Regions from separate parts of the Bombyx mori genome. Here region 1 is linked to region 2. The links are chromatin contacts, called in public Hi-C maps. All regions are on one chromosome and are shown on one strand. Each heading gives the region's core, a stretch centred on a gene start, on an enhancer-like site or on the middle of the called end of the contact. The rest is flanking DNA. Distances are from core to core; before and after follow the strand shown. Region 1 overlaps LOC100302603 (enhancer of split mbeta-2). Region 2 holds the start of LOC101741784.

Region 1 (7,280 bases), core at 4,019-6,518, 36 kb after region 2:
ACCGAGAGACGAGTGTGTAAGAATTGATATTGCAATTTTGTTTAGTAATAGAAGCAGTGATGCATGCACAGTTAAGTGCACGACTTATTTAGCGAACGGTTGACTTCATCGCACGATTGTACGGAGAATTATTTAAAACAAAACTCTATACTAGAATGTTGTCTTGTAGTTTTTGACTGAATTAATCAATTGATTGAATGTTAATATGTAATTCGTAACGGTATTGTTGTTGATAATAAATCTGTATTTTTATTTACATGTAACTTGAAGTCAGTAAGCGCAATTGGCGGACTTTTTTGCGTTGAAAAGTGTATGAACTTACGACCCGCAACGTAAATGTCACTTTGAGACAATGAGATGAGTGTTTATTACAATTGTATTGTATAATGATCGCCCCTTTCAAAACGAAAGCCGTGATTGTTTTGCGGCAGAAATAGGCAGAAGGGTGATACTTATACGGGTTTACAAAACACCTTGCCATTAGTAAATCCTGATTGACGGGCGCAGTGCGTTGCTATAATTCTCAGAGAAGATAGCTGCCCACTGTCTTAAATCGTCTTTAGGACATCTACGAGAAAAGACGCTATTTTACGCCCATATCATACAGCAAACTATCGATAATGGTTTGTATATTCATAAATATTTTTAAAATAACTCTGAAAAATATGTCTATATTGCTATATTTCAAGTATTCACTTACATTTTAACTGTAAACCTTAAAACTAATGACAATTTCAATGTAAAAGCCGGAATTTGTAATGATCATCTTGATATTTTCAAATAGCCATTTGCTTTCATTTGACTGTAACGGTAGTATTCTCTTAGCTATACGCAAGTCACAGACACGATCAAAATTACCTGTGCAATTGTGTTTACGTGACCGCGGGGAACTGAAAATTATTTCTTACGATTGAAATTTTAAATTGAAAACAACGAAGAATTTACTTTCTGAAAGTACTGATACGCACATTAATAAAGGAATAAAGCTAAGAGGCGATTGAATATTTATATTTTCAAGTTAGTTGGACAATCACAAGAAAAACTGTAGGAGCTAGTTTTAAAATACAAATGTATGTCTAATTTTTGTACAGTCACGACTGAAAGTTGAGTGCGTCAAAGTAGCGATTTAGCAAGAACAGTAAAAAGAGCAGTGGGACAATGTACTGTTAGGTACACGAATGACTTCCTAAACACTTACTAGAATATATTACTTAAACCTGACTTAAACGACCTCATCTTTTAGCGACTTTCTGACCGAAATTTCCGTAGCATAATAGTTAAGACGCGCAATTTAATTATGTGGCTTTATGGGTTGGTGCGATGTTTTCTTTCTACGATAGATAGACCAGCTTCTGACTAAATACGTGGCCTAAAGGATAAGACGTCCGGTGCATTCGTGTTGAGCGATGCACCGGTGTTTCAATCCCAGACGGGTACCAATTTTTCTAATGAAATACGTATACAAATGTTCACGATTGACTTCCACGGTGAAGGAATAATATCGTGTAATAAAAATCAAACACGCATAATTATAATTTTCGTAATTACTGGTGGTAGGACTTCTTGTGAGTCCGCATTGTTAGGTACCACCACCCTGCCTATTTCTGCCGTGAAGCAGTAATGCGTTTCAGCTTGAAGGGTGCGGCAGCCGTTGTAACTATACTTGAGAGCTTAGAACTTATATCTCAAGATGTGTGACGCATTTACGCTGTAAATGTCTATGGGCTTCAGTAACCATTTAACACCAGGTGGCCTGTGAGTTCGTTCACACATCTAAACAATAAAAATATGGCTGAAAATGGGCAAGATCATTGTACCGACCACCATGTTTTATAGCCGGAGAGAATTATCACAACGATTCCGTATTGTTTCTAAATTATACTCACCTAACATGTTCATTTAACGTTTGTTCAATAACAAAATACATTTACAATCCAAAACCTGTCGCAATATATTTACTTCGTGCATTTCCAAGCGCCTTGCTACTCTATTACATTACAAGAAGCAAAAAGAAAAAAATATATTCAACGCAGCCGTTTCATCGCACTTAGGAACGACGTTATCCAAATAAATTGAAACAAAACACGAAATGGTTTTGTGAGTATTGAAAATAGGCTCGATTTATACCGGTGAATTATTCTGAACTATTGCCCCGAGCCCAAAAGCTGTACATGGATATTATGGCTTTTGGTTTTTACATAATATATTCAGCGTTAGTCACAGAAAAAGGTTTTTTATTTATTTTCATATATGTGGTTAGTGGTTACCGGAGCCCAAAGACATGTACAACGTAAATGCCGCCACCCACCTTGAGATATGAGTTCTAAGGTCTCGGTATAGTTCAACGGCTGCCCCACCATTCAAACCGAAACGCATTACTGCTACAGTAATAGGCAGCGTGGTGGTACTTACCCGTGCGGACTCACAAGAGGTCGTAACACAAGTGGTCACATTTTACTAAAAAAGAATGAACAGGAGTTGATTTCGGTGCAATCATACGAGTTATAATCAATAATTATTTTCCTTGAAGTCGAGTGCTTTCTAGAGAATATAGTAAGAATAACGTCATGGAGGTAAATCCTTGCAATATTCTCCATAATAACTTCGTGTTTTATCGAATTGAGTTTTATTGGAAGAGAACCATTAATCAACACAACTATATAGCCGAATTGGAATTTGTTTAAAAATAATCAATCGGCTATGAAATAAAGCTGTTATTTTAAATTAACTTTTTCAAAATACGAAAACGATTATTTTTCGTTTTTTTGAAGTGTATTCGATTTTTTTACATGTGCAATGTAACAAGCTATAGATAAGGCACGATAGTGTCATCATTCAAACGTGAATTCTAATGCTTGGGGTTGAGAGGGCCGTCGGATAAATATAACTGGAATGACACTGACGCTAACATAGATCCTCTTGTGAGTCCGCGCGGGTAGGTACCACCACCCTGCCTATATCTGCCGTGAAGCAGTAATGCGTTTCGGTTTGAAGGGCGGGGCAGCCGTTGTAACTATACTTGAGACCTTAGAACTTATATCCCAAGGTGGGTGGCGCATTTACGTTGTAGATGTCTATGGACTCCTGAAACCACTTAGCACCAGGTGGGCTGTGAGTTCGTCCACCCATCTAAGCAATAAAAAAAAAGATCACTTCACAGTTTCACGCTGAGCTTCCTGAACTCCAAGGCAATATTATTATCTGCTTAGAGAAGTACGACTAGAAAGATCCCATTTTATAGAATATGTAATGGAAACTCCGGGATTGATTGGGCAAAGGGATCGCCCATGGGCGGTGATAAAAAATACTTTAGAACTATATCTATCTATACTAATATATAAATCTACAGTGGTTTTTACGGATGTTCCGTTATAACTACTGAACCATACATCCGATTGACTTGAACCTTGGTATCCATGTAGAAAATACATGTACTTAATGGATAGGCAAATTTTTATATGAATGTTGGTCCCTAATAATAATGACAATAAATAATAATGTTAATTTTAAATGCCCATCGAAGCGGGCGAGTACGGCTAGTTAGAACCATATATGTAGCTATCTTAAATAATTCGTACTAGTGGTCCCGCAGTAGTCGAAATTCGACTATAATTAACTGAAGTTGTAAGTTTGTTCACTATTATGATTCTATTTTCAAAGACTATTAAACTTCTATAATCACAAATTTTCCCAAGACTACAGTATAGAAAAATATTAATAAAGAAGACAAACAATATTTAATCTATTCTCAATTTGACCACAGACGTCAAGAACAAAAGTTTGACAATAAATAAATAGTATGCATGCCATGCGTCAAATACATGGTAGTGTGTGTAATGTATTTTTTTTATTGATTTAATGTATTTTTAGGCATAATTAAAAAAAATATTAACATTCTGCACTCCTTCTCTATATTCTCTATAAGTGTGGGAAATTTCACACTCCTCCGTCCGCGCAATTCTCGTAAAAAGGGATACAAAGTTTTTGCTTCACATATTAATATATAGATTAATTCACAGTGACAAGTGTGGACGTGTGTTATTGTGAGGAGGACGCGGCCGGTGTTGCGTCAAATCGCACGTCAGAGCCGGTCGTGATTGAGGCGCGCGCCGCGGCCGCCGTCACGCGCTCGCGGTCTCTGCACGAGCGGACAGAGACGAACTCAGTGTGCTAACTATGTATTATAAAATTGTAAATAGACTTGCTTTAACAAAAACCGACTTGATATAGAAAAAAAATATTCCAAAACAAATTAATATACACTAAAAACAATAATCATCGAAATCGGTTGGCGTGCCTGGAATCAGAACTGGACTAAATTGAAATGGGACCACACGGGGAGCGTCAGCTTTCTAATAAAAAAATAATCATCAAAATCGATTCACCCAGTCAAAAGTTATGAGGTAAGAAACATAAAAAAAAAACATACAGTCGAATTGAGAACCTCCTCCTTTTTTGAAGTCGGTTAAAAATAAAACAAATAACCAAATAGAACGCATAGCGAGGATGGCTGTCATCGCCTTAACACTAATCATACCAGCGTGATATCTATTTCTACCGTAGTACCACAGCGGGTAAATAGCGGTTTACGACGCGTATTACTCAAAGAAAAAAAGAAAACAAAATAAAAAAGATTGTATGATAACTGTAGATTAATTCGTATCATCCATAGGGAATATCCTTATTCCTTTTTATTCCAATCCTTTTTATTCTAACAAAATAATTGTGGTTGAAGGTTTCAATTAAAACAGTATAAGTGTTTTGTGCGCTGGGCGCTGATACTCAGCACTACAAAACGATTAAGACGAACCCTAGCAAGAGCCGTGCTTCGCAGAGTCTACCACCGGATCGGAAACGCGACCCACTGAGAAGATCTGGCGAGAAACTCAGTGGGCTGTGTCTGAGAGTTAATTTACTCGTCGAGCCCTTCGTCGCAAGCGACGGGTTCGACGAGAACGATGACCGGTGCTTAAGGTACCTAAAAGCACCGTTAGTGGATCGGGAGGATCCAAAATGACGTGTTTGGGGCGACTTCGACTGTTTTCCATTCTGTCCGCAGGATCGGGAATGTAGTTACCGACGGCCACGATGGTTCTTGTGTCGTGCCATTTTATCGAAGTGGATATCGCCAAACTTGAAGATAATATTAAAGTGTGATCTAAATGAGGCCCTGACGAGAGCTCGCCACAGGCGATAGTTTTCCCACGCTCGCAATCGGCCCGCGTCGTGGCACCGTGGCCTCAGCCATTTGCATACGCGTTCCCCTCCTACTGTATTACACCGCCAACATACGACAGTCGTCACGTAGACCGGCACTGCCTTAAAAAGCAACTCTTCAAATTGGCCGGCTAGCTGTGAAATCGTATTAAATTCACTTCTTAATAGAGCGAGACTTGTAGCAGTACAACTTGATGGGAATCTGTTAGGTATGTGTGTGTACGACGACAGCATTGTTTTAAAGGAACATGAATGTTTGACATTATATGATACGTTTAATGTTATAGAGGTTTTGCGATACATTGATAATATTATGAAGAAAAAACGACTTTATATTACGAAGCTATGTAAAGTTACGAAGTACCTACTTCAATAGTGTTTAAATTCTTACTACTACTTCTGACTCTACAGAAACATATTTTTTTTTAATAAATATACACATAAAAAACAAAAGCACGACTTTTTTGCTCAACAAAAAGAGAACCAAAAAGTAAATATAATTCATTTGATAGTCTTGTTGTAAAAGAAAATAAAGAGAAAAGGTTTTACTTTTGGAAAGGAAGCTGTTTTTTTCTACTATTATCGCACGGGTCCACAAGGTCTTGCTTGTCAAGGTCAAGCTTACCTGCTATTTTACCCTACTTATTAGCTGGTAGCCTAAGAGACTATTCTAAGACTAAAAATGGTTTGAATTCAATTTCATTTTCTAAATAACTTATAATAAATCATTTAATACAAGGGAAGCATTTGCAGGGTAATCCTAGTCCACTGAGTTTCTCGCCGGATTTTCTCAGTGGGTCGCGTTTCCGATCCGGTGGTAGATTCTGCGAAACACTGCTCTTGCTAGCAACGTCCTCAGCTTAGAGCCCTGTGAGCTCACCTACTCGCTCCGTAGCGCAGACATAGCCCTCTGAGGCTACCAGCATAGGTAGGGAAAAAGGGTAATCCGATAAATTCGGTACAGTTATGTAACATTGAAGAGTTCACCAAATGGGAATTCAGTATTTGCTTCAGTTTTCGAGGTCACCTCCATTATCATTACTGACTTCGTCTGAAATACTGATATCATTAAACACACGTTTTCAGTTTTAATTTGCTAACTTAATACCAGCTAGTAATTTCCTTACGGTGTAATGATCTACCAGAGAAGCGTCCGAATAACTCAAACACTATAATCAGCGTAGCGCCGCCCATTTTAATATTGTTTCACGTAGTAAAATTAAATTAGAACAGTATTCATAGTGTTGTATTTAGTTTGAACGTCCCAAAAAAATATTTTTAAATCAATCTCAGAGGCCGATTAAGTCTTCAAATTTACAAATGATCAGTGTTTGTTTGGCAATAATACGGTAATTGTATATGGTGTCTAATTAACTTATCTTACCTACAAATATAACGTCACATCTATTGATCCAATCCAATCCAGTTTGATCGAAATTTAAAACACAATGGAAAATTTTGCTATGTATAATGAATGACATTGAAGGTTATACAAACATTTTATTGTGATGTAATTAAAAGTTCTATTGAAAGCTTAAAATATAATTAGATGTTAACACATATTTATGTATGTATGTTTGTATTTAACTTTGAACATCATTTTCACTGATTTCAAGACGTCCAATGAAGTTGAACATTTGCACACGCTTAGGGACCGATGACGGTAAAATAAATTTGATAAATTGGCTCTAATGTCCTTCCTGTCTTCTAACAAAAAAGGCGGAATTAATTTTTGGTTCGATTTGTTATTTTAACATATTTTTTTTAGTTTTTTAAATTACGTACACATATGTATTATTAAAATCCAATCGCAGTACTGCCTATGGCTCTTGGACCTTGATTCGCCATTATAGTATATTTAAAGTTCATCAAAACTTTTAATGATTTTTAAAACCTCTAATTAGGTGTATTTAAGAAGATTAAAACTGCAATGTGCATTTGTTAGAAATCTACCGAACATTTTTTGATGACTCAAAGGTTTCACGAGAAAGGAATATCACGCGAACACAATTTAAACGGAGAGACCAATTTAAAAAAAAAGAAGTTCAGGTCAAAGGTTTTAT
Region 2 (6,624 bases), core at 1,264-3,763:
ACCTACGTTCTTTGTTTTCCTCTTATCGAATTGAGACATCGAATTGAAAACGTATCGATTTTTCGTCATACGTCTGCGTTAGTCGTCGGCGGGTTCTGGTTTGACCGTCATATTAGCGTATTTCATTTCGATCTCTTGTTTCAAAGTCTCTATCATCTGCTGGTATGTTTTACATTTTTCGGTCAAGTATCTGTTTTGGCGTCGAACTTGCTTCAGGCTGTTCGAGAGATGTTTCTTTGCTTTCATTTCGGTGAACAAACGTTTTCTCAAGTAGAATTCCGCGGAGGTGACTGCATTACTAACTTCTGGTTCGACTAATGGCTCCAAGGACTCGGCTAATGGATCCGTTATTGATTCAGGAACGTGTATAACGTTTGGATCTGCATTTGGTATTGTAACAGGATCGCGATTGACAAATTCTGGCTTCACTGGATTGGACTGGAATTTTTTTGGAATTATTTATTTGTGGACTGTCTCATAACTAATCAGAACTAAACTAGTGATAGCTAGCCGAGCTTCTACTACTACTACTTCCCTAGTACTCAATTAATTTCCTATCTAATGATGTACTTCGAAATCTCCTTGTTTCTACCTTAGGTGGTAAGGCATGTTATTGACCTACATGATGAGTACCCACTAACTGTTCATGCAGCAAAGCACTCACGGGTCCGATTTGAAGCATGGTATACCAATATTCGGAAATTAAATCTTATGTCTCATGTTGCGGAGTGACATCCCCGCTATTAGGCCTGGGCTTGGGTAATCACTAGTCAGCATCAGATAAGCCGTGGCTTCTAACTAACTTAGTGAAGTATAGAAGGACTATAATGGAGCAATATGACGTGATAAAGTATAAAGTATTTTTACTGGTGGTAGGACCTCTTGTGAGTCCGCACGGGTAGATACCACCACCCTGCCTATTTCTGCCGTGAAGCAGTAATGCGTTTCGGTTTGAAGGGTGGGGCAGCCGTTGTAACTATACTTGAGACCTTAGAACTTATATCTCAAGGTGGGTGGCGCATTTACGTTTTGAATGTCTATGGGCTCCAGTAACCACTTAACACCAGGTGGGCTGTGAGCTCGTCCACCCATATAAGCAATAAAAATAAGGTAATTCCTAAGGCACACTACAAGTCATTTTAAATTAAATTAAATTAAAATATGACGAATGTTTTCTTACGTTTAAGCTTGGTACAGCGTTGGGTTTTAAAAATATCCTTCCATTATCCGATACGTATTTGTCTTCTTCTTTGAAATGTAACGAGCAAACGCAGGAATGATCCGATGGATACCACGTCTCTTCTCTTCTGTCATTTCGAACGAATTGTATCCATAAATCTCTATTCTTCTGATCCGGTTTGAGGAACCTTCAAAATGTAACAAAAGTTTATGTACCAAACGAATTTCAATAAATATATTATTATAAAATTGCGCATAATAAATAAAAATAATAATTGATTTATTTGTAAAGTAAATAATTTAATGTTCCTACTACTAATTTACTGATGTAAATGTATTCATTCATAATAATTAATATAACTGTTTATCACGATTAAAAACTGTGTCATAGACATCCCAGATTACTGTTTCAATTATACTATGTTGTTCTAAAGTTATGAATTTTGTGTCGATAATAAGTAGATACTTTACCTAATACGCTAATTCATATGAACTATTACAGGAAAAACATTGCAATCCATGGATTAGAATATTCAATAAGTTAATTTGGAACATAACAAAGCATAACCAAACAAAGATGAAATGTATTTAAAAACCATTCATTCATTTCAATACCATCGAATATCTCGCTCCTGTTAGATTAGCATGTTTAAAAAAAAACTTAAGGCGTATGGGAAAAATAATTTTATATATTTCTTGTCCACAACTCAGTTTGTTCTCATTCAACTTGAAACAGGTAAACGACACGTACAATAGATAAACCGTATATGACTAGTTGATAAATAGCACGTGAGTAGTAGTAATGTTTCAATTATTTTTTTAATAATGTACAGTTGTAACGTTGCCTATAATACAGTCATTAATCGAAATGAACTTCCCTGAAATACTAATTATACGAATTAAAAACATTGAATTAAAATAAAGTGAATTCCGTTTGACACATCTGAATTATTACGTATATGGTTAGTCTATGGTTTGTGAGCAAGCGAGGACGGCCAGTCGCCGCCGCGCCGCGCTCTGTTTTCATAACGTTTGTATTGTTATTTGTTTTAGTAAATATTTCATTAACTTACCGATGAAATGATACTCCACTACCTCTATTCGATTTTCTTGAATGGCTCCTACAGTATCTCATAACACAAGACGGCATTTTAAAAGTATAATTGGATTTAAAGTCTGTAAAATAGACGCGTGTAGTCTCCCCTGCAGTTCAAGTCTTACTAAAATCGGTAGCGGTCCGTTGACATCACTGCGAGGCGCACAAGCGCGAGGTCAGGGGGAGGGGGGCCTCTCTTTGAACGTTTTATTATACTACAACGTACCTGTCATAGAGTAATTAGGTGCGTACTAGTGATTTTAATGATAAAATAAATTAGCATCCGAGATGCATATTATTTTTTATTATTTTTATAGCACTTTAAACACAATTAGGGGCTATTTTCGTTTTTTCAATTACTTTACTTTTGATTTTGGTCATTTCGAAACAAATAATTTTAAAACGATATGATGTTGTCAAAAAATTATAAACTATTATCCGTTGCTAAATATTAATAAAAAAAAAACGTACAAGTAATTCAATATTTCTAAAAAAGTTTTGGGTTTAATTTAGCTAAAACTTTTCAAATTAGTTATTTCTTTTTAAAAGTGGGAAATTTATTAGATAAAGCGTACCTACTAAAAATAGCTTCAAGGTTTCACTGTTTAAAACAAATCACTGTTAAAAGTTATATTTATTTATTGAATCTACTACAGGTAGGTGGTACCTACCTCATATAATCAGATCAACAATTCCTGTAAAATAACTTAGACTATTTATTCATCATTTTAATACTGAGAATTTTTTCAACGTTTTAATAATGATATTCTATGAAATAAATAATATAAGCATTATCCGGAAAAGGTAGGAATGTAATTTCACATTCATTTCACATCAATTTCACATTTAATTTTTTTTTCATTTATACATGTATATAATTTGATCACATAAGAATACTAACATTCATTTATCGCGCGATAAAAAACCCACCCTATTTTATTCATTCATTACTAACAAAATGTTATTAAATGGTTTTTAAAATAAACTGAAATAAAGTATAAATAAATAAGTAAAATAATCACATCGTGTTTAAACCATAACCAACATCTACATTTTAATATCAGTACTCAATACTGATGGTAGGGTAGAATGAGAAAGTGAAACAATGCAATAAAACATTTAGAAGCGCCATAGTCTAGTAACATTATATTAATGTAATATTATATTATCTAATGTACGGAATTCGACAATATGCACTGACACATAAAAATTGCAACACAATCTTTTTTGGTTTATTATTGACAAATAAAAAATGGTATTGCTTAACTGTTCTTCCTATTCATTACTTGAATAGAATAGGAATATAAAAATAAAGTTATTGTCTTGGAAAATAAAGACCACTGGTGTTAGTTACCATATTCCCTGCCCCTTTTGTACGGGTGATTTGCTTAATTATTTAATTTGTCTATCTGTTTATAATGAGGGCTGGGTATGTTGGGATCGTATAACTCAATACTATTTGTTGTTGTATTTATTTAATTATAAATAATTTTCACGTTACGTACCTACTTAAATAAACTTATACGTTTAAATTTACTGGAAATTAAAAATACGTGAGATTGCGAAAAAACTGTCTAAAATTATTCACAGCCAAAGCTATGTCTGATTTTCTGTAAATATCTAAAGATGCTCACGGCCTACCTGTCGTTAAGCGGCGACCTTTAATTATTAGTAATACACGTTTTTTTTTAAAGATTGTATGGCCCGGCAACGTTACCTTTAAGCCGAGTACAAGTTTTTTCCGTATTCATTACATTTAGTTTTAAATACAAAAAAAACTTTCTTTAAATTTAGAACAGTTAATTCCCAAGTTAAGCCGAGCAAATCCGCAGCATACCCTTGCTTACATAACCGTGATAATGACCACACAAATTAGATTTTTACTTTTGCATTAATGTTTATTTTGGCACGTGTTCTCTATAAACAGAAGTAGGTTACATGAACGCGCTACACGTGTTGCATACTGCTGACGTTATCACATACTTTGGACATAGGAGTTTTATGCGACGCATTTTGCAATTGTCACTCTTTTTATGTATATAACAAGAAAACTTGTCGGTAAGTTTTTATAAATTAATTAATTTAGTTTTAAATAGTTCCATTTCTAAAGGTTTGATAGATCGTTAGCATTATTTGCTGATTGAGCCGTGTTGTGAAAGAGTTTGTACATAAATGTCAAACAGGCACTCGGAGAAGGCACTTGTGTTATAACGTCCAATAAAAGTTTATCAACGGTTTTACCGTGAGCTCAATCAACGTACTACAGCAATGAAAAATAGTATAAATCAGTGAGGTTTTCAGGCTCACATTAATGACAAGTGCGGAGTGAACACTACAGACGAACGCACGAGTCGTTAGTGGTTTGAGGGAGCCCACTGAGTTTCTAGTGAACTGAAATTCATACCGGATCTTGTTAGTAGGTCGCGATTCCGATCCGGTGGTAAATTTTGCGAAGTACTGCTGTTGCTAGAGCTAGTTTTTTTATTGCTTAGTTGGGTGGACGAGCTCACAGCCCACCTGGTGTTAAGAGGTTACTGGAGCCCACAGACATCCACAACGTAGATGCGCCACCCACCTTGAGATATAAGTTCTAAGGTCTCAAGTATAGGTACAACGGCTGCCCCACCCTTCAAACAGAAACGCATTACTGCTTCACGGAAGAAATAGGCAGGGTGGTGGTATCTACCCGTGCGGACTCACAAGAGGTCCTACGACTAGTAATTACGGAAATTATAATTTTGCGGGTTTGATTTTTACACGATGTTATTCCTTCACCGTGGAAGTCAATCGTGAACATTTGTTAAGTACGTATTTCATTAGATAAATTGGTACTGGTCTGTGGGATTCGAACACCGTTGCATCGCTGCATTAGAATGCACCGGATGTCTTATCTTTTAGGCCACGACGACTTATCGGAGTCTATGGACTTCATGACGTCAATACCGCCACCCACCCGGAGACTGGAGGTCCGTCTCCTATTATAGATGTTCAGACGTTAAAATCGCCCTACGATACTTCACCCGTTGCCTGAAGTAGGTGACGAAATTCTCCTCGTTATGTCTCCGATAGCCACATATCATTCAAAAGAACATGGCCTGTGGTAGCTACCTATACTCGCCAACAACATTCTACTGTGATACAAAAAATTAAAAAAGAATACGCTTAAATATAAATAGAAAACTAAACCATTTTTCCCCGCGCAATCATAGTCATGGTGATCACCCCAAAGATCCAAAACTATTGCATTGTCATTAGTTCTTATTTGATACGTCAATTTTAGAGTTAAACAAATATCTTTAAGTTAATGATAATTTATATTACATACGTAGACAGATCACGCAAATAAAAGCGTATTAAAAATAAACATAAAGGCTCCGAGTAGTAACTATACGATCTATAATTATTATGAAGACAAAATTCTCATAATCTACAGTACTAGTTATCAGAGAACAAAGCCGCCGCGCCAGTGATTCCCGCCAGCGAATCTGACACTTTGTTTTATGTTAACCGATCGACGTGACGTTAGTAAATACCTACGTGTCCTGTTTCGCACGTCCGCTCCTGGAGCTCCAATAACGAACTGGTGCGAATTTATTTTAAACACCTACCAGAGTAGGTAACACGAAAATGAAATTCAAATTTTATTTCGACGGCGCGTCCTGCGTTTTCCGGGCCTTCATCGCGCACTTACTGTTTGTATTTTTATTATAATTATTGCTTAGATGGATGGACGAGCTCCCAGCCCACCTGGTGTTAAGTGGTTTACTGGAGCCCATAGACATCCACAATGTAGGGGAAAGTGGGGGAATTGGGAACACTTAACTTCAAATGTTCAAAACTGATAGAAAAAAGTCATAAACCTAATCAACTTTCATTGAAACGTAACCTTTGCTTACCTATCTACTTATTGATAACAAAAAAAAATCTCCAAAATCAACGTTTTATTAAAAATATTAATAAACTAAAAAAACAATAGCGTTCCTTTTTACCTGATACCATATGGGGTAATGGGGATCGTCCCGCGGGGGAAATGGGAACGGTACGGGGTAAATAGGATCGACACAATTAAATCCCGATAATAACTACAAATTGTTTTATCAGCATATATCTCATATTAACCTTGACTAGTCTCACCTGCAGTGCATTTTTCAGGTGCCCAGGGTTTATGTATATGGTGCACATGATCCAATCTTCTGTCGGTGGTGACTCATATTTTTCGTTACACATTATGCAATAAAACTCTTTTTTTTATTGCTTAGATGGGTGGACGAGCTCACAGCCCTACTGGTGTTAAGTGGTTACTGGAGCCCATAGACATCCACAATGTAAATGCGCCACCCACCTTGAGA

The links. Hi-C and Micro-C count contacts between places; a contact is called where the count stands out from the background.
Region 1: a contact with region 2 is called in a Hi-C map of whole pupa, with 9 times the contacts expected there. The contact joins the enhancer-like site here to the promoter of LOC101741784 in region 2. A contact is called at or near these places in 3 of 7 Hi-C or Micro-C datasets (posterior silk gland and whole pupa).

Annotation. Positions count from the first base shown.
Region 1 is chr3:10,296,108-10,303,387 of ASM3026992v2, forward strand. The region is part of intron 1 of LOC100302603 (enhancer of split mbeta-2); the gene reads left to right. Among protein-coding and RNA genes, the nearest start is that of LOC119630406, 9.4 kb to the left of the region's middle. Within about 2 kb of position 5,269, at least 8 of the 8 cell types and tissues checked have open chromatin away from gene starts, as enhancers often do.
Region 2 is chr3:10,262,449-10,269,072 of ASM3026992v2, forward strand. It overlaps LOC101741784, which reads right to left and starts at 2,514. Exons shown (of 3, transcript XM_004931668.5): 1 at 2,253-2,514; 2 at 1,181-1,367; 3 at 1-438. The coding sequence starts at 2,329. The coding sequence ends at 79. The region is part of intron 1 of LOC100302603 (enhancer of split mbeta-2); the gene reads left to right. All of the region lies in intron 1 of LOC134201507 (a long non-coding RNA gene), which reads right to left. LOC134201509 (a long non-coding RNA gene) reads left to right here and starts at 4,177. Exons shown (of 2, transcript XR_009976848.1): 1 at 4,177-4,333.